3 separate regions of the Mus musculus genome follow, and regions 2 and 3 are each linked to region 1. The links are chromatin contacts, called in public Hi-C maps. All regions are on one chromosome and are shown on one strand. The core of a region is the stretch at or near the end of the contact, and the rest is flanking DNA. Distances in the headings are between cores, read along the strand shown. Region 1 holds the start of Antxr2 (anthrax toxin receptor 2). Region 2 overlaps Antxr2 (anthrax toxin receptor 2). Region 3 has its middle 39 kb from the start of Gm34097.

Region 1 (3,210 bases), core at 3-2,502:
AAGTTTCTCAGTGCAGGGGATGGTGGTTAATGCACAAACCCACAAATGGTCAAATCGAAGAGAATAAATGCTCGTGGATTGCCCAGCCACAAATGGGACATACAAATCACAAGCCCTCCTTAACGTTCCAGGACAATCCACAAAGGGTGGGAGTAAGGTGAGTGAAAAGATTCACAGAACTCTAGGTCAGGGGCACTACAGCTCAGCGCTGGCCTCTGGGCATGACGGGATTGCTGCATGCATGAACACACAGCCGCTGAGGTTGTCGCACAATATCCTCAGAAGATCAAGCCAGTCAACCTGCTAGCATGGAGTGGGAAACTTTTTTTTTTTTTTTTTTTTTTTAATGAAATCCCACCGGTCACCCTGGAGCTATGCACAGTAGAAGGCTTCCGAGTGGGGCTATGGTTTTCTTTAAGGGTGTGGTTCTTTGAAGGCTAAACCTACTCCATTGAATGGTCCCCACGTGGACCAGGAGTATATAGACTGCTCAAATTGGAGTCTATGGGTTCTTGACAAAAGGGACACGAAGTTGAGGTGTGTGTAGGGAGGTGAGGGTTGATTTCAGAGGAGTTAGGGGTAGGGAGGTGTTGGGTGTGTGTGTGTGAAAAATATATATGATCAGTACACGTCGCATGAAACTCTCAGAATTAATGAAAAATGGAAAAATTATCAAATAGAAAAAAAAAGAGAAAGAAAAGAGGAAGTCCCCTTTCTTAAACCTTAAATCCTGCGTCACTAGGTCGGTGTGTGATGGATGAAAGGTGCGGAGGGATGAGGCATAAGGCCGTCACTATCCAGGAGACAGCTGGTCCTGAGTCTCTAAACCACGCGGAGGGCCGTTCCAGCACAGCTGGGGAAAACAGGCCGGGCCAGGCTTGCGGGAGAGTTGGATATGTTTAGTATCTAGAGGACGTTTGTTTTTCAGAACTCCTCTCTCCCTTCCGAAATCTGGCAGGCGTTAGTCATCCGCTGCTCAGCACGAACCCTCAAGTGTGCTTGTGTGGCTCGTCGGGCTTCCTCCCGGCGCCCCGCCCTCGGGCTCGCACGAGCAGACCGGTCAGCGCCCACTCCCACCCCCCAGGCCTGAGGTGCCCGGCGGCCTGCCGCTCCCCCGGGTGCTTAGCATCCCGGGCTGCAGAGGCTCGCCCCGCGCGGCGCGGCGCCAGGTTGGGGCAGGGAAGAAAGTTATAAAGTGCCGCGAGGAGTTGGGCGGTCCGAGGAAGAGAGGCGGAAGAGGAGGACTCGGCTGAGTTCCCGCGGCGATCGTGGGGTCCGCGGGTGCCTGTCCCGCAGCTCACCACCGCAGCTAGACGCCAGCCTTTCTGCTCCCGGGTGGGCGCCGGAGACTCAGCGGGAGGCGAGGAACTTGTCCCGAGAGCTGTCGCTGCGGGCCTCATTGTCTGCAGCAACTCTCCGGAATCCGGAGTGGGAGAACTGGACTCTGTCCACTGGGATTTGCCCAGAGTTCCGGCGGCAGCTGTGGCGGCTGCGGAGACTCTCTTTGTCCTCCCAGGACCTCGCTCTCTCTCCTCAGTGGCAGCTGTTGGGTGGCTCTGAGCTTGGAGAGGGCATCCCAGCCCCGCTCAGCCTCTGACCCCCGGGCGAGTCCCCGGTGACTCCGCCTCTTTCACGTCTCTGCTCTGTGAAGCCCGGAGCCCAGAACCCCGAGCCCAAGGGACTGTGAGCCAGAGAGAGCTGCCGGGCCCCGGCCACAGGATGGTGGCCGGTCGGTCCCGGGCGCGCAGCCCTGGGAGCTGGCTGTTCCCTGGCCTGTGGTTGTTGGCTGTGGGCGGTCCGGGGTCGTTGCTGCAAGCCCAGGAGCAGCCCTCTTGCAAAAAAGCCTTCGATTTGTACTTCGTACTGGACAAGTGAGTGAAGGAGGACTGTGGGGTCAGGGTCTCCTGGGGGGAGGGCAGCTCTGAATCAGCTAGGACTGAAGTTGAGATGTGTTTGGATTCTGGGGGAGGCGACGAGGGAACTCTCCCTAGTGTGCATGTGGCTGACTCCTTTCAAAGGCAAGCTCATTAGCTGTACAGGAATAGGGGCTGCGAGACTCCAGGGCTACTTGGTTCTCCAAAGGAGAGGCGTGCAGTGCTTTTTTTGTCCTGGAATCTTTTGGGAAACGGTAGTGTGGCCACCTGCAGCTCGTTTCCTCCCAGGAACTTTTGTGCCTCTTTATCATACTCCCCCTAGACCCCCACGGACATTCTAAAGTTTGCCTAATTTTATCCTGATCACACTGGGAGCCAGGGGGGGGGGGGGAAAGCCTTAATATACCCAATGTGGCTTGCATTTCCTGAGAAATGAGGGCTTGTGTTTTTATTTTGAAAAGCCAGGTCTCTCTCTAAACAGTACAAAGCAAGTGTCCCCCCCCCCCCCCCCAAGAAGTGTGGTCTTCCTGGTTTCCTTGATTCAGCCCAAACACTAAAGTTTCAGCTCTGAACATGGACATGAACAAGCACACTTAACTTTGAAGAGGGGAGTCAGTCCCCGCCCCCTATCCCTGACCCCCGACCTCCACCCCCCATCATGCGCCTTTTAAAACTGAAGAAATGTTTGCCATTAAGGCCCACTTTTTGTCTTTCTGATCAATTTATCTTCCTTTTTCAGGTCTGGCAGTGTAGCAAATAACTGGATTGAAATTTATAATTTTGTCCACCAGCTGACAGAGAGATTTGTGAGGTATGTCTCCCCATCGTACCTTTCTTGGCATTGGAAAGGAAATCGAACAAACAGCCGGGTTTCCCTGTTCTAAAACCCTTCTCATGGGAAATCTTTCCCGAAATCAAAATGTTGAATTTTAAACGTCTCAAGGTGGCCCTTTCACACATGGTGTGCAGGCGAGACTTTCAGCTAACCCTTGCAAGTTCAATTTATCTGGCTCCCAGAAACTTGGCCCAGGGTGTGAGGGAACATCTTCAAATACAATTCTTAATGTCTTTTCCTTTTCGACCACTCATCTGTTTTGAGTTTGAGTTATGCTTTCTCATAATTTATCACATTTAAAAAATACATTTTATCCTAATAGTGTCTGTACTATATTTTCAACTCCACACACTTGGCTCTGTAAACTTCCACATTTTAAAAGTGTCGGAAAACTTTAAATGAACATGTGTTAATAACCCACTAGCTGAAAAAGCACTTGTGTGTGTGTGCATTTAAAGAAATGAGTTGTGTTTACACAATGTGTGGGTGTGTGGCTGGTTT
Region 2 (3,257 bases), core at 708-3,207, 150 kb after region 1:
ACAAAAACCAACCTCTATGTTCTAACTTCTCTTCTTCCACAATATTTTTTAAGTTTTTTGAATTTTCCCCTGTTCCGTGTATTTCAAATAAGCGCTCACATTACAGGAAACTCTAACATGAGGAGCTTTTGAGAGCAGATGTAATAGCAAATGGAAGTCTTAATTGCATGATAATTCTGGCCTAAACTAGGAGAAAGTGGGCTAGATTTGGCCAGTGGAGGACTCTGGACACAAGTCATGTGTCACAAGTCAACAGTATTATAGGAAAGGGGGAAGGGAGAGTCTTTATCAACAATGGGAAATTTTGTTTTCAGATAATTATTGGGTTAGTGATTATTCTATGAATCAATATATCTACACAACCTTCACTAAATTGTTTAGGAACTGGACTGAAAAAATACTCTCTAAAAATATGTAATTGAAGTAAATTGTCTTAATTTGGGAAAACAGGATCTATAATAGTGGTGTTAGAAGTGGGTCAGCAATCTAGGATGTGATGTAGAATAAAGTACAGCACAAAGAAAGCATCTCTATCCAGTCTCGGGTTTCCTTGTCCTTGGTTTTAACGACCTCTTTAATATAGTCCTCGTAAGCACATTTTTAGAATCACTCAATTGCATAAGAAAATTCATCCATTTTTACTTCGTCATAGAAATGTATACGGTGATGTTATTGAGAGTTTGATTTTATGACAGCGGCGCCACACTTCAGACAGCACTTACAAAGTTTTAATCCCATGTTGATTTTTTTTTCTACATGGACTTTAGCATACCATCAAATAAGCAAATTTTCTGTACACAATAAATAAAATCAAATGAAATAAGATCTGAGCCATGTTGTCTTGAGCCAGGGAAAATGATGACTTAATGACTAATGGGGACATTGTTCTGAGCTTTGGTATCATTAGTTACATCTTGCTATGGAAAGTAGATGCTCCTTGACTTTTTAACAACTGCTTCCTTATTTCACCATGGATATCTTTCTTCCCTCAGGGCCGATGCATAAACTTCTCCCGGGTTCCACATCAATAAGACGGGAGAACAAAGAATGAGAAGATAAGAAGACAGTGTGACAGTGTATCTTCATGATGCTGATTTCCAACAGAACCGACAGTCCGGTGCATCTCAGAAGTTCTTGGGACAACAGCCCATTTTCTCTCTGTCAGGAAATGTTTCCTCTGCCTTCTGCTTTCTGTGCACTAAACATTTTCCAACACTTGTTCTGCCATCGACATGAGAGGTGATGAAAGTCATCGGCGATAGCCCATGATTCACGACACTGAAAATCCCGAGGAATGTTAGTTTGCATGCTAGGGTTTATGCAAAGCTCGTTTTGACTATGTAAGAGGACAAAGCAGACACATCGATGATGTAATGATACCAAAGCTAGGACTGCAAATCCACCAGCCACAGAGGTTTGCAATGGAGACTGGTGATTCTGCCATGAATGTGTGGCCCCTGTGCTTTTGTTTGGCAAGATCTTTAGCTACAAGCAAAACATGAAGTTTCCTCCCAGGCTAAACAGATAATGGAGTCCACTGCCTTGTAGCTATGTCAGATAGCAAAGCCTTTCCAAGTCCTCCATTACTTTGTGCCTTACAGGAAATTTCTGACTAGAAAATCTTGTCACTGTTACACTGAAAGTGCACACGCATGACAAAATGTAGACGAGACGCCTCAAGGTACTGGATGCAAGCAGGATTTTTGCCCTTTAGTTTTCCAAGACACCTTTCTTTTATTATGCACTTGAGACAAGAGAATTAATAGAGCGTTAATTCAACAGGAAGACCGCCTCCAACCAAAGACCTGGAGCGCAGCATAAGGACTTGTGATTTGAGACGTTGTCCCCAGCCTGGTAGATCCCCCTTTCTCAGCATTTGGGATTTAGCAGTGCATAAAGCATTAATATCTGTAAAAACACCTAGATGTTTGTTTGGCTTTTAATTTAAGGAAGCTGCAACCACAAAGCTTCCGCTCAGGGTTTTTTCTTCCTTCAAGTCTCCAAGGGCTCTTCAGCGTCACAAGCCAGCAACTCTCTTTGCATGAAAATTTCAAAGTTTAATTAATATAATTAAAGGCAACAGCAAGCAGCAGCCTGTGAAGATTTTGCTCATCTTTTTTATGCCTTTTGACATTGAGTGACCTATCACTGTATGCATGTTACTTAGAAATTGAGGAGCACCACACCTTGGTTGTGGTTCAGCCTGGGAAAGAGACCTCCTTCCTTCTGTTTATAAATTAAAATCAGGAGGGGCGCCATCAGAAAGCATGGACAATATACATACTATAAATTTTTAGAAATATCACCATCGTGTCACGTCAACGATGCCAAATTATGTTAGTGTGAGCAGAAACCCGGTGGGGGAGGAAGGCGGCAGCAGCCGAAGGAAATAGCTCAGATAATCTAGTCACTTTCGATACTGTACTTCAGATGCGAAATGGATATTCGACTGGAAACCTGACAAAGCGCGCCTGCTTTGATGTGAACTGTTATAGACAATGACCAGTGGCCGGGTCAGTGGGATGTCTCTCTGCGAGCACAAAGGCTTATCAAATGACACTAAAAATAAGTTCAACAACCATCACTTTGGAAGGGAGAAGGCGAACATTTCATGTTTGGCGGGCATGTGAGTGCAGGAGATGGAAAGAGCCATTTAGAGCATCCTCATATAATTGCCCGCATTGTACTCTTCATGGAAATTTCAAAGGACGGCAGTGATATTTTTCATTGGTGTCCACGTTTGTGGCACTGCTCCAAGAAGCCTTATGCACACATACAAATATACAAATGCACACACCTACACTCTCTAGCTTTAATCTTTTTGCTCAACCTTATTTATATCACTGACTGGCTGGATCCAAAGTCACACCTCCACATATTAGTGAATAAAAAATTTTTACCTGTGTCTCTGTTATCAGTTTCTTTAAGTTCACATGGAGCTTACACTTTGTAGGGTTGGACACACAACTGCTCTGGTTAGTAACAAGATGGAATTCTATTCCATTGTAAAATATCCAACATGTTCACAGTTGATTCATGGTTGATGTTACGGGTATAATCTGTGTGTGCACATAGAAGGCTGGTAAGTACACCTAACTCTTCCTGTGATGGTCTTTGTAGACGTTTGTTCTGTGTCTGCCTCTAAAACAGGACCTATGGCCACTTCCCCAAAAGGCATTTCATTTCTGATGCAGGCACACACCCATTCGTGATATTTTAAGAGCATCAAAAATACTACAGAAGCTCTGGCTATGTTT
Region 3 (3,026 bases), core at 479-2,978, 220 kb after region 1:
TTGTTGTTCAGAAACTTCATGAAAATAGTATTTGCTATTTTTTATTAGAAGCTTTAAAATCAGCTTGGCAAGTCTGGATTATTTTGTTCTTCTATTTGTGAGAATGAAGTCAACTATCACCAATGATTAACTTACAATTGGCATCTTAGAATACTTCAGGTTTCTACTTAAGAATAAGCCACATATTTCAATGTATCTGAGTCTTTCCTGGCCTTCTATAGATTTTGCTTGTTTCTTTTACAATGAAAGGTTTGAAAAGTTTATAAGAATAAAGCAAATTGATTTTGATTTTTTTAAATCACTTAGCACAAAAGTAAAAATTAGCTTGTGAGTCTGGGGAGAAGGCCTGCTGGTAGAGAGCTCGAAATACAAGCCTCAGGACATCGGTTTGGATACCCAGATTTACAAAAAAATGTCAGCAATTTGATATATGCTTGTAATCCCTTTGCTTCTGTCTTCATTGCATCACTAGAAATGGGTCTAGTTAGGCTATTTCTTTGTGTCTGAGTGAATTTTGGAATTTTTCCTTTCTTTTTCACATAAATTTATATAACTTCTGCCATGCATTTATCCAATGACTATACTTATAATCTGTTATAATGTATCTATAAGGCTGCTCATTACAATATTTATAAGAGAAAAATAAAAGAACACAAGAGCCCTTTAGGAATACAACAACTTTAACTATGGTTTGTAGTGTGTAATAATTTAAGAGAATTAGGTCTATACAGGAAGAAAAGGAAAACTGCTAATGTACATTGAGTATAAAGAAAATTATGTATTATACTATGCTTTTTGTAAATCTTCACAAGAATATATGGCTAGAGAGATAGACTGGCATACACTCATACATGCACGAATGCTTCAAAAAAATGGAGAGCTCTTAGCTCTTCAACATCTGGAGATTGTCACTAAAGGTAACAGAAAAAAATCTTCTTATTTGAATTTTATGAGAATTATTTATTTTAAAAATATTCATTTATTTTATGTGTATGTGCTTACGTATATGTTTGTGCTCCTCATGCATAGAGGAGCCCAATAATGTGAGAAGAGGCATGAGATCTGAAACTGTAGTTACAGATGGTCACTACCCAACTTTTGAGTTCTGGGAGCTGAACCTGGGTCATCTGCAAGAGCCAAAAGTACTCTTTATGGCTGTCTCTCCAGACTCAATAATTTTTATTTTAAAAAGATATTGAGAGGTGTTGAAAACTAGAAACCGGGCATTATTTTTTCTTAGGATTTTATTGGGGAAAGAAAAACTCAATAATTCAAAAATGGAAAACATATATTAGATATATGCTTAGATGTGAGATAAGTTTGTGTCTAAATGTACCCATTCTAAGAGTACCCCCATTGTGGAGACATTTGTTTAGGGATTGAACAGATGTTGTTATTCATACCCAGTCAAATAAATGTATACTCATGAAGTTTCACCATGGCTATAGGGCCTCAAAAAACTATCCTTCCACACACTGTTTATCTTGTATTCTACCTTCAATGTTTTTCAAAGACTAGGTCTGAGTCGCTATGAAGAAAGCCCTGAAATGGTATAGATTTTCTTTATGCTAATTTCAGACTTAGTGTTCTCAGTAGCTTGTTTTTGCTTCCCTAAATCAAAACCACATGTTGGAATTAATTCATCATGCTTCAGAAGGCTGGGCACCCCTACTCCAGGTTTCAAAGCTTACTTCCTCCTGAGGTTTCTCTGTTGACTTAGTCTTATTTCTATGTCCTCACACAGCCTCTACTCTCTGAGTGCATGCTGCTGGCCTCTGTCTTGTTTCAAAGACACCAGAAATACCAGACCAGAGCCACACCCTTGTGATCTCATTTAAGCTACATCTCCAAATGTAGTCACAGTGGGAATTAGGGGTAAATTGTGGAAACTCCAGAGTCTATTGTTTTCTGTTTATTTTGCCCAGCAATGAAGGCCTCTCCCTCTGCTCAGGCACTCTGATTCTTCTAGGACTATCTGTTCTACCTAATTCTTTCCCTTCCCTCTCCATTTGCTGTTGTATGCTGTAGTCTTCCACCTACTGTCAATATTCTTATTGCTGGGAAAGTTATTGATTGAGCTGTTCTGGCTGGTTTAAAATGATACTATATGTTGTGAACTATGAGCTCATTAGAGGTTGCCTCAAAAAAACCTTTATTGATTTGGTACAAATTCCATTCAATTTGGAACCTCTCCCATGTTTTGGAATTTTTCTTTTATCTTTTTACTGTTTTTGAAGCAGGCATTTCCCCCACTCTTTTACTATTTTACTACTATTAAAGAGAGGAGTGGGGTAAAGGGCCTTTATTTTATCATAATCTTTAATACTTGATGAATTACTATTTGTGGTTATTATTGATAACTAGGTGATGTTTTTATTGTAGATATATGAGAAAGAGAGAGAGACAGAGACACACCGAGAGATACAGAGAGACAGAGAGAACATTTAGGCACATCTGGAAGAGTCTAGAGCAGGGAGAGAAAGTAGACTGAACATGGGCAGCAGACTGGACCTAGTCAAGGCTATCTGCAATAGATGGGAGAATAGCAGGGCTGGAGAATAGAGAAAACACAGCAGCAGAAGCAGGAACAGGGCAGAGATATTGTTAGAATTCTAAAGATGGATTTCTGAACATTAAAAGTTGTTATATATTTATATACCTTTAACTTTTCCTCAAAAATGCTTCCCATGTTAATTACAATAATAATCACATTATTTCTAAGTAATTTCTTGAGATGTAACATAATTACATTATTTACCATGTCCTTTCCTCCGCTTTCTTTGTTTTTAAAGATTTATTTATTTATTTATTTATTTATTATAAGTACACTGTAGCTGTCTTCAGACACATCAGAAGAGGGCGTCAGATCACATTACAGATGGTTGTGAGCGACCATGTGGTTGCTGGGTTTTGAACTCAGGACCTCTGGAAGAGCAGTTAGTGCTCTTAACCACTGAGCCATCTCTCCAGCCCTCTCCTCTTCTTCCTAAACCTTACCATGAATCCCTCTCATTTTACTTTCTTTC

The links. A called contact is a pair of places that touch in the nucleus more often than the background predicts.
Region 2: a contact with region 1 is called in a Hi-C map of B cells, with 1.7 times the contacts expected there. The contact joins the enhancer-like site here to the promoter of Antxr2 in region 1. A contact is called at or near these places in 3 of 39 promoter capture datasets (3T3-L1-derived adipocytes, the HPC-7 cell line and pre-B cells), 5 of 484 Hi-C or Micro-C datasets (the 63-12 cell line, B cells, the C10 cell line and 2 more) and 2 of 115 datasets of contacts at active chromatin or transcription factors (the 230-238 cell line and bone marrow-derived macrophages).
Region 3: a contact with region 1 is called in a Hi-C map of uterus, with 4 times the contacts expected there. The contact joins the enhancer-like site here to the promoter of Antxr2 in region 1. A contact is called at or near these places in 2 of 39 promoter capture datasets (the 3T3-L1 cell line and pre-B cells), 1 of 484 Hi-C or Micro-C datasets (uterus) and 2 of 9 other capture datasets (adipose tissue and pancreatic islet).

The regions. Positions count from the first base shown.
Region 1 is chr5:98,029,059-98,032,268 of GRCm38.p6, reverse strand. It overlaps Antxr2 (anthrax toxin receptor 2), which reads left to right and starts at 1,252. Exons shown (of 17, transcript NM_133738.2): 1 at 1,252-1,871; 2 at 2,614-2,685. The coding sequence starts at 1,720. It also overlaps Gm42759.
Region 2 is chr5:97,884,336-97,887,592 of GRCm38.p6, reverse strand. Antxr2 (anthrax toxin receptor 2) reads left to right here. Exons shown (of 17, transcript NM_133738.2): 17 at 993-2,905. The coding sequence ends at 1,031. Among named protein-coding and RNA genes, the nearest start is that of Gm34097, 39 kb to the right of the region's middle. Within about 2 kb of position 1,957, at least 18 of the 459 cell types and tissues checked have an H3K27ac peak or open chromatin away from gene starts, as enhancers often do. A contact at or near this core is called in the 230-238 cell line, the 63-12 cell line, B cells and 2 more, where this site is marked.
Region 3 is chr5:97,806,058-97,809,083 of GRCm38.p6, reverse strand. No RefSeq gene overlaps it. Among named protein-coding and RNA genes, the nearest start is that of Gm34097, 39 kb to the left of the region's middle. Within about 2 kb of position 1,728, at least 44 of the 459 cell types and tissues checked have an H3K27ac peak or open chromatin away from gene starts, as enhancers often do. A contact at or near this core is called in adipose tissue, pre-B cells and uterus, where this site is marked.